Linked DNA regions of Sus scrofa: regions 1, 3 and 4 are each linked to region 2. Evidence: chromatin contacts called from public HiChIP or PLAC-seq and promoter capture Hi-C data. All regions are on one chromosome and are shown on one strand. The core of a region is the stretch at or near the end of the contact, and the rest is flanking DNA. Distances in the headings are between cores, read along the strand shown.

Evidence for each region. Promoter capture Hi-C pulls out the DNA fragments that hold promoters and counts their contacts. HiChIP or PLAC-seq counts read pairs in DNA pulled down with a chosen protein or histone mark.
Region 1: an H3K27ac HiChIP or PLAC-seq map of skeletal muscle shows a contact between it and region 2, with 5 times the contacts expected there. The contact joins the promoter of COMTD1 here to the promoter of ADK in region 2. A contact is called at or near these places in 2 of 5 promoter capture datasets (fetal skeletal muscle and liver), 1 of 47 Hi-C or Micro-C datasets (embryonic fibroblasts) and 2 of 2 datasets of contacts at active chromatin or transcription factors (alveolar macrophages and skeletal muscle).
Region 3: a contact with region 2 is called in a promoter capture Hi-C map of fetal skeletal muscle, with 5 times the contacts expected there. The contact joins the promoter of VDAC2 here to the promoter of ADK in region 2. A contact is called at or near these places in 1 of 5 promoter capture datasets (fetal skeletal muscle), 2 of 47 Hi-C or Micro-C datasets (embryonic fibroblasts and heart right ventricle) and 2 of 2 datasets of contacts at active chromatin or transcription factors (alveolar macrophages and skeletal muscle).
Region 4: a contact with region 2 is called in a promoter capture Hi-C map of fetal skeletal muscle, with 7 times the contacts expected there. The contact joins the promoter of SAMD8 here to the promoter of ADK in region 2. A contact is called at or near these places in 3 of 5 promoter capture datasets (fetal liver, fetal skeletal muscle and liver), 1 of 47 Hi-C or Micro-C datasets (embryonic fibroblasts) and 2 of 2 datasets of contacts at active chromatin or transcription factors (alveolar macrophages and skeletal muscle).

Annotation. Positions count from the first base shown.
Region 1 is chr14:77,785,619-77,788,318 of Sscrofa11.1, forward strand. COMTD1 (catechol O-methyltransferase domain-containing protein 1) reads right to left here and starts at 1,253. Exons shown (of 7, transcript XM_021073150.1): 1 at 1,029-1,253; 2 at 719-846; 3 at 361-466; 4 at 153-271; 5 at 11-65. The coding sequence starts at 1,122.
Region 2 is chr14:76,834,642-76,837,341 of Sscrofa11.1, forward strand. It overlaps ADK (adenosine kinase), which reads left to right and starts at 1,431. Exons shown (of 11, transcript XM_003359240.4): 1 at 1,431-1,569. The coding sequence starts at 1,505. AP3M1 (adaptor related protein complex 3 mu 1 subunit) reads right to left here and starts at 1,033. Exons shown (of 9, transcript NM_001243516.1): 1 at 986-1,033.
Region 3 is chr14:77,766,431-77,769,130 of Sscrofa11.1, forward strand. VDAC2 (voltage dependent anion channel 2) reads left to right here and starts at 1,265. Exons shown (of 9, transcript NM_214369.1): 1 at 1,265-1,295; 2 at 2,297-2,365. The coding sequence starts at 1,265.
Region 4 is chr14:77,677,924-77,680,623 of Sscrofa11.1, forward strand. SAMD8 (sphingomyelin synthase-related protein 1) reads left to right here and starts at 1,364. Exons shown (of 6, transcript XM_005671120.3): 1 at 1,364-1,630. The coding sequence starts at 1,457.

The DNA of each region.
Region 1 (2,700 bases), core at 3-2,502, 950 kb after region 2:
CGTTCCTCACCCAGGGTTTCCAAGGCAGGCTTCAACCGAAGGTCGATCTTGTGCTCCTCCTCAGCCTGCGGAAGGGGCGGGGTCAGAGCCGGAGCTGGGGGTGCCGGGGCTCCAGTCGCCTGACCGGGACCTCAGGCATGGGGGACACTCACCTGCCTCCACAGGGGCCGCCCCAGCTCTGGGGGCCCCGCATCAACTTCGCAGGTCACCACGCGCCCGGCAGGCGGCAGCGCCAGGGCCAACGCTAGGGCTGAGTAGCCTGTGAAAGTGCCTGGGAACATGGACACCGACAGGTTCAGGCCAGAGTAGGAGGATGGCCCGGTGACTCCGGCCCCCAGTGACCCCGAATGAGCGCCCTACCCAGATCCAGCGCCTTCTTAGCCTTGATGAGGCGAGCCAGGTTGGCTAGGAGCTGGGCCTGCTCACAGGTCATCATGGAATCCCCCTGCGGCTGCTCCAAGGTCAGCTGCGTGGGAGAGGAGAGGGTCGCATAGCTCTGCCAGTTACCCAGCTCCACCCCAGGTTCAGAGCTTCCCCCCGCCCCGAGGGGGGTTGCAGGCGTGGCCCAGGGGCGTGCCCTCGCGGAACGCCCACTGAGAGCCGCCTGGGGAGCGGGAAAGCCCAGAGAGGGCCACCGCCCCGCCCAAGGTCACATAACCACGTGGGCCCAAATGGGCCCGCGGTGGGCGCCTGTTCCCGCCCCCTTGGCCCTGCTGACCAGCCGCAGACTCCGCAGCGCCGGGTGTTCCCGCAGGGAGCGGCTCAGCAGATACTGCCACAGGGGGCTGTCCTCAGGGGGCAGCAGTCGCTTCTCTTGCCGGGATCGCCGTGGAGGGAACCGTCTCCCTACCGGGTAGTGGGTGCTGGGATCAGGGACTGGGGCTCTTGGGCACCAGGGCTGACCCTCAGCCGCAGCCAGCCTCGCGGATTCATGGGCTCTGCTCCAGTGCCCGCCCGCCCGCGGGGGCTCTACTCCGGTGCCCGCCCAGGGGCTCTGCGGAGGGTGCCAAAGGCCCCGACATACTCACCGAGGAAGAGGCCGCTGGCAAAGGCGGCGCCCAGTGCGGCCGAACCCAAGGCCAGCGCGGCGGGCACAGAGAGCCGGGGCACCGGCTGGGTCATGGTGTAGGCTGGAGACGGCGGCGTCCTGTTCACCTGCGCTGAGGCTACTGGGACCTCCCTGGGACCCGCGGACCCTGGCGGCTCCACCCCGCCGGGGCAGTGACCTCGGAACTGCGGTCTCGAGTACCATCTGGCGGCAGCACTGCCTTACTGCAAGCCCCACCCAAGTGGATCCGTCGTCATCTGGTGGCCACGTTCGGAACTGCGCCCGGCGGGGAGGAAGCACTACATCAGGGGTTGCTTTCTTTCTCGGTCACCGGAGGTCTAGGGGCCTGAGTCAGGAAAGAAAAATGTGATGCTACTCTTGGTTATGGTTCTTCCTCATCGCTACCACTTTTGCTGAGAACCCCTTAGGGCATATTGGGTGGGTGAGTAGACCGTTGGTGTAACAGGATAGTAAAGGTACAAAGCGATAGAAATTAAAGGATCCCTGGGAAGGACTGAGAGAATCAGAGGAGGCCTCTTGGAGGAGGTTACCAAGGGTATCAGGCTGAAGGAGTGTAATTTTAGGAGGCATAACCAGAGGTGGGGTTCGGGAGCCCCGGGTAAGATCTGGTTGATTGAGCTCTGTGCCAATATCCTTAGTTAGAATCCTGCTCTTGGGAGCCAGCTAGACATAGGTGTGAGATCTTGGGCCCATCAGTCTCTCTGAGCCTCAGTTTCCTTTGTGTAAAACTGGGACCATTCTCTTACTGTTAATGGCACCAGATCCCATCCATGGCCTGGCACACAGTAAGTGCTCGAGAAATAGCAGCTGCTGTTATAATCATAGGTTGGAGTGAAGAAATCTTGGGGAGGAAAGTGACCGGAGGACAGGTGAGGCCCCTTTGCAGGGCTGTTGCGCAGGGCTGCCATCCAGTAAGCACTGATTGAACATCAACTGTGCCGAGTGGGGCTAAGAGAAAGGTGTTCCTGGCTTGTATTAGTGAAGCTGGGCTCAGAGACCGCAGGACACAGGGAAGTGGTGAGCAGCCCCAGCTTCAGAATTTGCTCTTCTGTACAGTGGGGTTCTTAGTAGTCCTAACCTCTGGGGGATGAAATGAGAAAATCCGGGTGAAGGATTTACACAGGGCCCGGCACTTAGTGAGCTATAATTATAAAAGGAGTCAAATTCCATCAGACAACTCTGCGGCTGTCCCCTGACACGAAGGGCCCTCCAGCCCTTCGGCAACCACACTGGGCAGACTGGAACTCCACCAGGGGCTTCCCAGGCGAGGCTCAGCCCCAGCAGGGCTCAGAGACAGCCTTGTTGCTGGGTTTGTTGAGGGACTGGCTTGGCTAAGCCTGAAGTCCCGGGCGAGCTGGGACTGATCCGAGCTTCGCGAGCCCTGGGCCAGGGTGAGCGGGGCGGTGGGGGGTGGGTGGCGAGGCCGCGCAGGGGCGGAAGGCGTGGCCTCCTATCAGACACAGGGGTGGGGCTGATCCTTTGACCAATCAGTCCACAGTCCCGGGCGGTATTCAGGGGAGGAGCCCGTGGTTTGCTGCTGGGTGGGTCTGGGTCCGCCCTCCCAGCTCCTCCCGTCTGCCTGTTGCCAAGCATGCGGCCAGCTTGGAAGAGAAGCGTTTTTCCTCTTACCT
Region 2 (2,700 bases), core at 181-2,680:
CCAAAAAAAAAAAAAAAAAAAAAACCCAAAAAAACAAAAGAAGAAGCACTAGTCTGCACGTGCAGTCTCTCCTCTCAGTAAATGATGCTTTAAAGCAGTTTTCTCAAATAACCCAATGACTTCCTAATCATTAAATCCAACGACCTATTCTCAGACTTCAACTTTGTCCTTTGATCCTTGCAGTATTTCATGTCCCTAATAAATTTGCCCAAAACAAGACAAATACTTCTTACCAAATTATGTGAAATTTCATCTGTTTTTGTTTTCACCTCGAAAGCTTCTTTCAGATGTACTTGTAAGTTTTTTTTTTTTTTTTTTTTTCTTTTTAATCTTTCTATTACCTCCACCTAAACCACTGTTTCAAACTCGATATATCCCAAACTCCACAAGATTCTTCCTTTTCATGTAAGGACTCCTAACTTTATGAAGGTACCACCTTTCTGATGAAGCGTTGGCTTCGGGTTCAATACAAATCCACCAAACCATATCATTCATCACTTTTCCATACTCGCTGTCACCTCCTCAGTTTTGATTCCCATCAACTCACTTCTGAAAAAATGCAACACTCTCCTCACCCTATTCCCCACCCCAGGCCCATCCTGGGCGACACGCTCTAACAGGACGTCCGCTTAGGTCAGTTAAGGATTTTGTCCTCCACAGTAGAAACCTGAGGCTGAGATCAGAGTCACCGGTATTCCAGCTCACTGTGCGTTACAAGACCGTTTTCCCGTGGCAGAGAACGGCGAGGGACCCAAAAAGCCAGAACCTCTTGGGCCTAGGGCCTAGAAACACTGGCAAGTACACCGCTCCCTTCCGGCCCAGCTGACAAGAAAGACCGGAAGGCCTAGTGGGAGGCACGGCCCCGGTAAACAGCACTGGAGACGCTTCCGTAGCCCAGCCTGGAGTTCAGAGCCTTGGCTATTCCGTCAACCCCCCAGATTTCGAGCTGTCCCCTATCCGCACACTCCCAGCCCCTCACACTCACCCCGACACCAGGGCCAGCCAGTGATTAGATGCGGGGTCCTCTCCAGAGCGAGGCTGAGGAAGCTGAGAAGGTCGTGAGGACCCCTGCAGTTGAGGTGCCTGGTAGATTGCCTGACTAACAGCCTCAAAGAAACCAACAGTATTGGAAAGATTAAACGAGCGGGAAGACGCTGAATGAGAAATATGTCTTTTGAAGTTTAGGATATAATCTTCTAGATCACACAGAATCTAGAAAAATAGGGAGTTTCGCATCTTCTGGACTCAGGCGCTCATCCGCAGTCTAAACCAGTTAGGGGTGCCCCTACAGTCGGACTGGCGGGGTCCGGAGGGGCTGTGCATTATCCAATGGGTGAGGCCCAGAAGTAAAGCCAATGGCTGTGGTCGGGAGAGGCGGGGACTAGGGGGAGGAGAGAGGGGCGGGGTCTAGAGGAAAGGAGGCGGTGATGGGAGGAGGGGGCGTGGCCAAGGAGCCGAAGGGGTGGGGCGTGCGCTGGTGCTTAAGTGAGGTGGGAGCGTGAAGATGGCAGCGGTTGAAGAAGAGCCAAAGCCCAAAAAGCTGAAGGTGGAGGCGCTGCGAACGCTGAGGTGAGCACTACCTGACGTAGGGTGGAGGGCAACGGCGCCTGCCGCTAACCTTGGCCCACGTGGGGTTGCGCGGCTTCGGCGCTGGGTGCTATCCTCACCGCCCGCCTGAGGCCAGCGCTCGTATCCGCTGGGCTGCGACCCTTTGCCCGGCGCCTGCCCAGTTTAGTTCAGTCTCCGCCTGCTCGCCCTTGGCCAATCACAGCGCTGGCGGGGCGCTCGGAGCTGGCGGTGGAAGGCTGTGGGCGCCACGTGGGAGCCGGTCCGCACAGGGCAGATGTGACCTAGGAGGACCAGACCCGACCTGAGCCGCGTCACCTGCGGCTACCTCCTTTTTCCTGGGGATAACGAGGAAAATGCGTAGCGACTGCACTACCCCGGGAGAAAAACAGAATTTAGGGGAATTTTCGCGGAAAGACGTCTTCACCTTATTTTTGGTATATTCGCTACTGAAGTCTGGTACCTTTGCAGACCCTTTTCCAGGGACCGGGACCCCACCTCCGAGGCTTTGCGGGGATGGAATTTGCCTGAATGGTTAGGAAAAGTTGATTTTTCTTACTTTCTTTGCATTTTTTGGCAGTAGTGGAGATAGTTCTCCACCTAATTTTTGCTTTACAGGTGATTTGATGTTTCAGCTTTTGCTTATTGGTTAATATAGTATCCCCTAATAAACATGAGGTGTAGTATATATATTCTTTGCTGATTTTGAAATGCTCCTTGGAAGGCAATAAATTTTGTGTCTTAAACTAGACATATCAAACTGATTTAGAACTCTTGAGACACTCCTAATTGTACAAGACAAAGCTCACTTCTTCCAACATTACCCTTCACCTCTGAAAGAGTGAATCATAATTGAAAATGAAAGGTCACTAAGGGATCTGGTGGTGTGTTCATGCTGTTTGAATGGTTAGTGACCAAATCCCTGCCAGTGCCTTTAATATATTTCATATTAATACTCTGGTTTCTCTTCAGATCGTATAAATCTTTCGCCTTTTAATATATTTCATATTACCCTCAAAAGGGCAAAGGTTTAGTGTGCCTACCTTACACAAAGAAAATAAACTTTTTTTTTTTTTGGATTCCTCAGGATGTTCTATTTTTGTTTTAGGATTTCAAACTATAGACTAAAGCAAA
Region 3 (2,700 bases), core at 15-2,514, 930 kb after region 2:
CCTGCACACCCAGAGAACTGGAGTGCAGCGTTCTAATGCTTGGTCAGCATGATTCCTAAATTTTCTAGCAGGCTTGACTCACCAAGACCGCTCCAGTTTCTCTGTGTGTGTAAAGCAGTCCCACCCCAATCCAGACGAAGGAGGCAGAAAAGGAACCCTAAGGCTTGAGCGGGGGTAGGGTGGAGTAGGGAAAGGCGGGGCACCCCGAGACGTGCTCAAGTTTGTTCAGGGCGGGGCAGCCCAAGAGAGCCTCTCAGGCCGAGCCCCGCCTAGCATGGCGATTACACCATGATGGGAAGCGGGCGAAAGAAGGGAGTGGGCGAGGGGCTGGAGGTACGCCCCAGCGCCCCACTCATTTCTCTCTGAGCCAGGAGAGACACACGGTCTTCCAGAGACGCAAGCACTTGCTCAGGGCAGAAGTGGTATCGCTCAGCAGACTCCTTCCTCTACCGGGGATTGGCTCTGCAGGGCATGTAAGTCACAGCCAAGAAGGGGAGTTGGAGAGATGTACGTGACCTCGGGGAGCGCGGTCGCGCCCAGTCGCGCGCAGTCCCGCTCAGGCACGCGCCCGACGCCCCGCCCCGCCCATATTGAGCGCGCGCGGGGCCTCCACCCCATCCCCCCGCCCTCGCGGTCCCCTCCGGCAGCATCCGTCGTTCCCCGCCCCCTCGTCTCTGGGGCTGTCCTCTTCGCTGCCTGACCTGAGGTCCGGCAACGTCTGTCTTTCTGGCCCCCGCCGAGGGACCGAGGCGCCCTATCCCGGGGGCGGGGGTGCTCTTGGAGCACGTGGCTGTTTTAGAGCAGGTTGGAGTGGGCAGCAGGCGGCGCTGCGGGGACAGGCGCGGCGGGCAGCCCCAGGGGCAGCGGCAGGGTCCTGGCCGGTGGGGGGAGGACAGGGTTGCGGCAGGCGGAACGGTGTCTCCTTCACTTCGCCCTCCAGCCGAGGGAGCTGCAGCCCGACCCTGAAGGAGCCGAACGGTTTCTGCTGCGAGCGAACGGCAGGGGCGCCTCCCCCTCCCCCCAGGAGACCACCAGGTACCGCTGCCCCCGCCTCACTCTGACCCGGGGGCGTAGGCCTGGGCGGCCAAGCAGGATGTCTGAGCCGGACTCTGGGTCGGCCCTGGCTCCCTAAGATGGCCGCGCTGCCCCGCGGCCCCTCTCCCCTCTGTCCCAGACCCCCTTTCTGGCCCCTTGGTTTGCTTCTGACCCCTGCTGACCACACTTTATGTCCCTCCTTCAGATCACCTCATCCGACGGCTTCGCCATGGCGTCCTATGGACAGACCTGCCCACGGCGTAAGTAGAGGGGGATCTCTGCGGGACGGGGCGGCGGTGCCTGGACAGTCGAAGCCTGTCGAACGGAAAACTAGGGCTTCTTTTCCCGTATCTCTCCGAGGACTTGGAAATTTGTCCCTTTTGGTAGTTTCTCCATCGTCTGACTCCTCTAGTTCTGCGGAGGAGGGACTGAGTTGCTGGATTTCGAATAGGGGGACTAGGCCAGGGGAGTTGGTTCATGGTCGCATTCACCTTCAGCTTTTGGATGTGTCTTTAATGGACTCAGAGGAAAAAGTTACTGATACCGGATTTGGTTTTTGGAGGCTTGGATCGGTCACTTTTTTAGAGGAAGTAGTAATCTCCCTTGTGAGTGCACAAGGTCATTACATGTGCTCCTAAGGGCGTGGACGTGCTGTGTAGAATGAATGAGCTAGTGTAACGAGCTCAGATTGCTTGCCCTTAAGCCGCACAGCATTGGCCGAGGATATGTCTAAAGTGCCATCTGATATTTAGTTGATGTAGACACTTGAGTGAAACATAGATGGCTTTTTTTTAAGTTCCGTTAAGTTCCCCAGGTATTATTTACCTTTCTCTTCCCATTCCAGAATATTGGTTTTGGCCTCAGAGAGGATACTAAAGGATGTATTGGGGGAGGGGGTGAGGGACTTGTCTTAGTTTTTTTAATCTCATTTGGTTAAATCAGCCTATTCCAGTGACTTTTGGCAGGTATATTTGAATGTATAGTTATATATGTGTGTATGTGTTTGATTCTTTGTATATTTTGGAAGGAATTTCCCAAGTTTTTTGGCCACTTACTATAGTTATCTGTTTTAGAAATTAGTCTTTGGTGCTGATGTCTCCCTCATGGATCCTAGTAGACTATAGTTTTGTTGTAGCTCCTCGTGGTAATAAAAACAAGTTGGATTGCTTGGATTTAAAGATAGCAGTCTGTTCATAATCTAGTTCTTGAACAGACTGTGGGAGCACAGGGACATTAACATTGGAATGTTTCTTCCCACCAGCAATGTGTATTCCGCCATCATATGCTGACCTTGGCAAAGCTGCCAGAGATATTTTCAACAAAGGATTTGGTAAGAATTGCTTTAAAAATTTTAGATCTGAAGTGGAAAATGTGTGTTTGGATTGCTTAGGGAAATTATTGACTTTAAATTGTAAGTATTTTGCTGCATTCTCTTATTAGTTATATTTAAGATAAGATTTCTATTAAAATAGTACTGTAAAACAATCCAAATTCTATCCCAGTTTCATCTGTTTTTTTCAAACTTGAGTTACAGGAATTTACCTTTAAGAAGAAAAGCAATCATGCTTTCTTTTCTTTGAGATATAGTTTACGCCATGGTTGACTAGAATTGATGATTGTCTTGGATTGCTTTGATGGTGGTGACTCCTACTAAAGAGTTATGGG
Region 4 (2,700 bases), core at 114-2,613, 840 kb after region 2:
ATTGTGAGGATTAAATGAAACAAAGGATATTCTGTGTCTAACACGTAGAAGATGATTTAGAGCCTGCATAAGGCTCTTTGATTCTGAGAACTGAGTTAAAGTAGAGATCCAGGGTGCAGAGGAGGTGGTTGGTTTCAAGGATGAATGATCGGAAAAGTTCCTCAGGTCTTGGTGGGCCACAAACTAGATGGGAACTGTACTGTTGAATGAGCTTTTGGATTATAGAGCCTAAGGAAAGTTTACTGAGTTATAGGGTCAGAGAAATGTGGAGAGGAGCATGGAGGGCCTCCTCTAAAGGGTGCCCATACGGTTGGTGGGAGAAGGTTCGAACAATGGTTCTGTTATGAAGATGGCTGGTTTTTCAAAAGAGAAGGCTAAAATTCGCCATGTATGTCCAAAGGGAGAAGGGAGGTGGATGTTGCCCTAGACTTTCTGAAGAGCCAAAGGGCAGTCATCAGAAAGATTTTGGAGTGGGAGGGAGCTTCTTCTGCCTATAAGGGCTTTTGTCCCCACAGCAGAAACAGAGAAAGGTCTATATCTGTCCTTCTGCTAGAGCTAGTTATGGGCTGAAGAAGTGAGGTCTCTTGCCCTTTCCAAGATGACTTCATGAAGGCTTGATGGGGCTGAAAGGGGTAAGAGCTGCAATTGGGAATGTCCCAGCTGCACTTGGCCTTGAGTCCAGCTTGAGGGTAAAGGCCACACCAGGGCATTCCATGGAAGCAATGCAAACTCACATTCAACCCCAGAACCTATCCCCACCCCTATTGGAGTCACTGAAGTCTGCCTTGCACCACCCAGGGAAGCAAGGCCAAGAAGGGGCTGGAGCCTAAGTGGCAAGTAGTTTGGGACTTGATTTATGCCAATGCTAGGCCTTGGTTGGGGACTTCCCTCAGGGTGGGGTAGTAAAGTGAGAGGAGCATAGGTTCTAAAGTTAGGTTTGAGTGGGAGTACTGGCTTTGGCACATATTAACTGCCCAACCTCAGGCAAGTTTCTTGGCCCTTCTTTGTTGTAATACCCTATAGAGGTGGCACAAGGAGCAAGTGAGATATTTATACGGCATTTGGCATAGGGACTGTCAGAGAGCAGAGGCAGTATATGATAACAATGATGACTGCAGGTTAGCTCTTGGAGAGGAACTGGCTTCCTCCAAAGGAATTAGGGTATAAATTCCTCTTGTCTCCGAACCCTATTACCACCCCCATAGGCCTCGCCCCATCTCCACTAGCCCCTCATCTCCCACTTTGGCTCTGGGCCTGACATGCGCTCCTGTGTTTCCCTGCTGCGGTTCCACGCCTCCGCCCTTCCCTGGCGCACAGCTTGAGCCCCGTGTCCCTTCCGGTTTTGGCCCCGCCCCGCAGGCAGGGCTCCTCCTCCCCCGGTAGGGCCCCGCCTCCAGAAGCAGTTCCGGTTCGGATTCGAGCGGCTGCCGGCGCGGCTGAGAGGTGGGCCGGAGCGATGCCAGCGCGCAGCCGCTACCGCCCCCGCCTCCATTCCGGCTCCCCTCCCCGAGCCCCGCCCCCGCCGCTCGAGGCGTTTTACTCCGGCGAGGCCCGGAGGGCGCCGGACTCCGACAACGGCTGGTACGCCGACTCGGAGGTGGGTCCGGGGAACCTGACTCGGGCCGCGGAGGTGAGCGGGAGCTGAGGCGGAGAGGGGAGTTTGGGGGGCGCCTGCAGCCAAGGGTGAGTGGGGAATCGGGGTTGGAGCCGGGGGCTGCCGTGGACAGGGATCCCGAGGGGCCCCGAGAGGCGGTTGAGGGAGCTTGGAGAGTCAGCTCTAGAATGGAATCTGAGGGAAATGGAGGTTGTTGAGCCGAGGCCCGGAGTGGTTAACACCCGAGCCTGGGTGTTAAGTAGAGGCCGAGGGGCGAGTGAGAGGGAGTGGGAAGCTGAGGGAGAGGTGCCCTTGAAGAGTTGGGGGCTTGGAGGTTTTCGAAAGCCGGGTGGCGAGGGGCGAATACGCAAGGGGTCCCGCAGGAACGTGGGACGGGAGGAAGAGATGCTCTGGGATTTGGCCAGTGGGGGCCGAGGGATGAGAGGAGCAGGAGCAGGACCAGGGTCGATGTTGCCACCTGGCCAGGGAGAGGGAAATGGCTTGGGACTGACGAGATCGCGCACCGAAGGGGGTTCTGGTCATTAGAGGAAGGATTTAGGTTTGAAGAGGAAGGGGCTATCGGGTGGCCTTAAAGACCAGAAAAAGAGAAATGGGCTCAAGAAAGAAAAGGAGCCCTTGGGAGCCCTAATTTAGGATTTTGGCATTTTCACAGGCGTCTTTTAAAGCATGGGAATCACTAGGGTAATATAATTGGTTAATGGGGTTTTCTCATCTGTGGACAGTGAATCCTTTTTTAAGAATATGAAGTGGGAGGGGTGGTGTTAAAAACACTGATTTGCCCACAGGACTAGGGGAAGTAGTGAAAAGGAAGTGAAGTTTGGAAAAGAGTGAAAGAGATTCTGAAAATAAAGATAAGCATTTGGGTTTCTTGTAACAGTAATAGTGTGATTTTCTTTGTATTTTAAAAAAAAATATATCTTAAATACTAGACAAGTGTAGATCTTTAAAAAAAGAATGAAAAGGCTTAAATTTGAAACAAGAATTTGGACGTTTCGATTTTACTGATACTCAGTATTGACTGGTTTCACTTTGGCAGCTTGAGTTGAGGCATATTTGCCACAGGGTAAAAATATAGTGAATGCAAA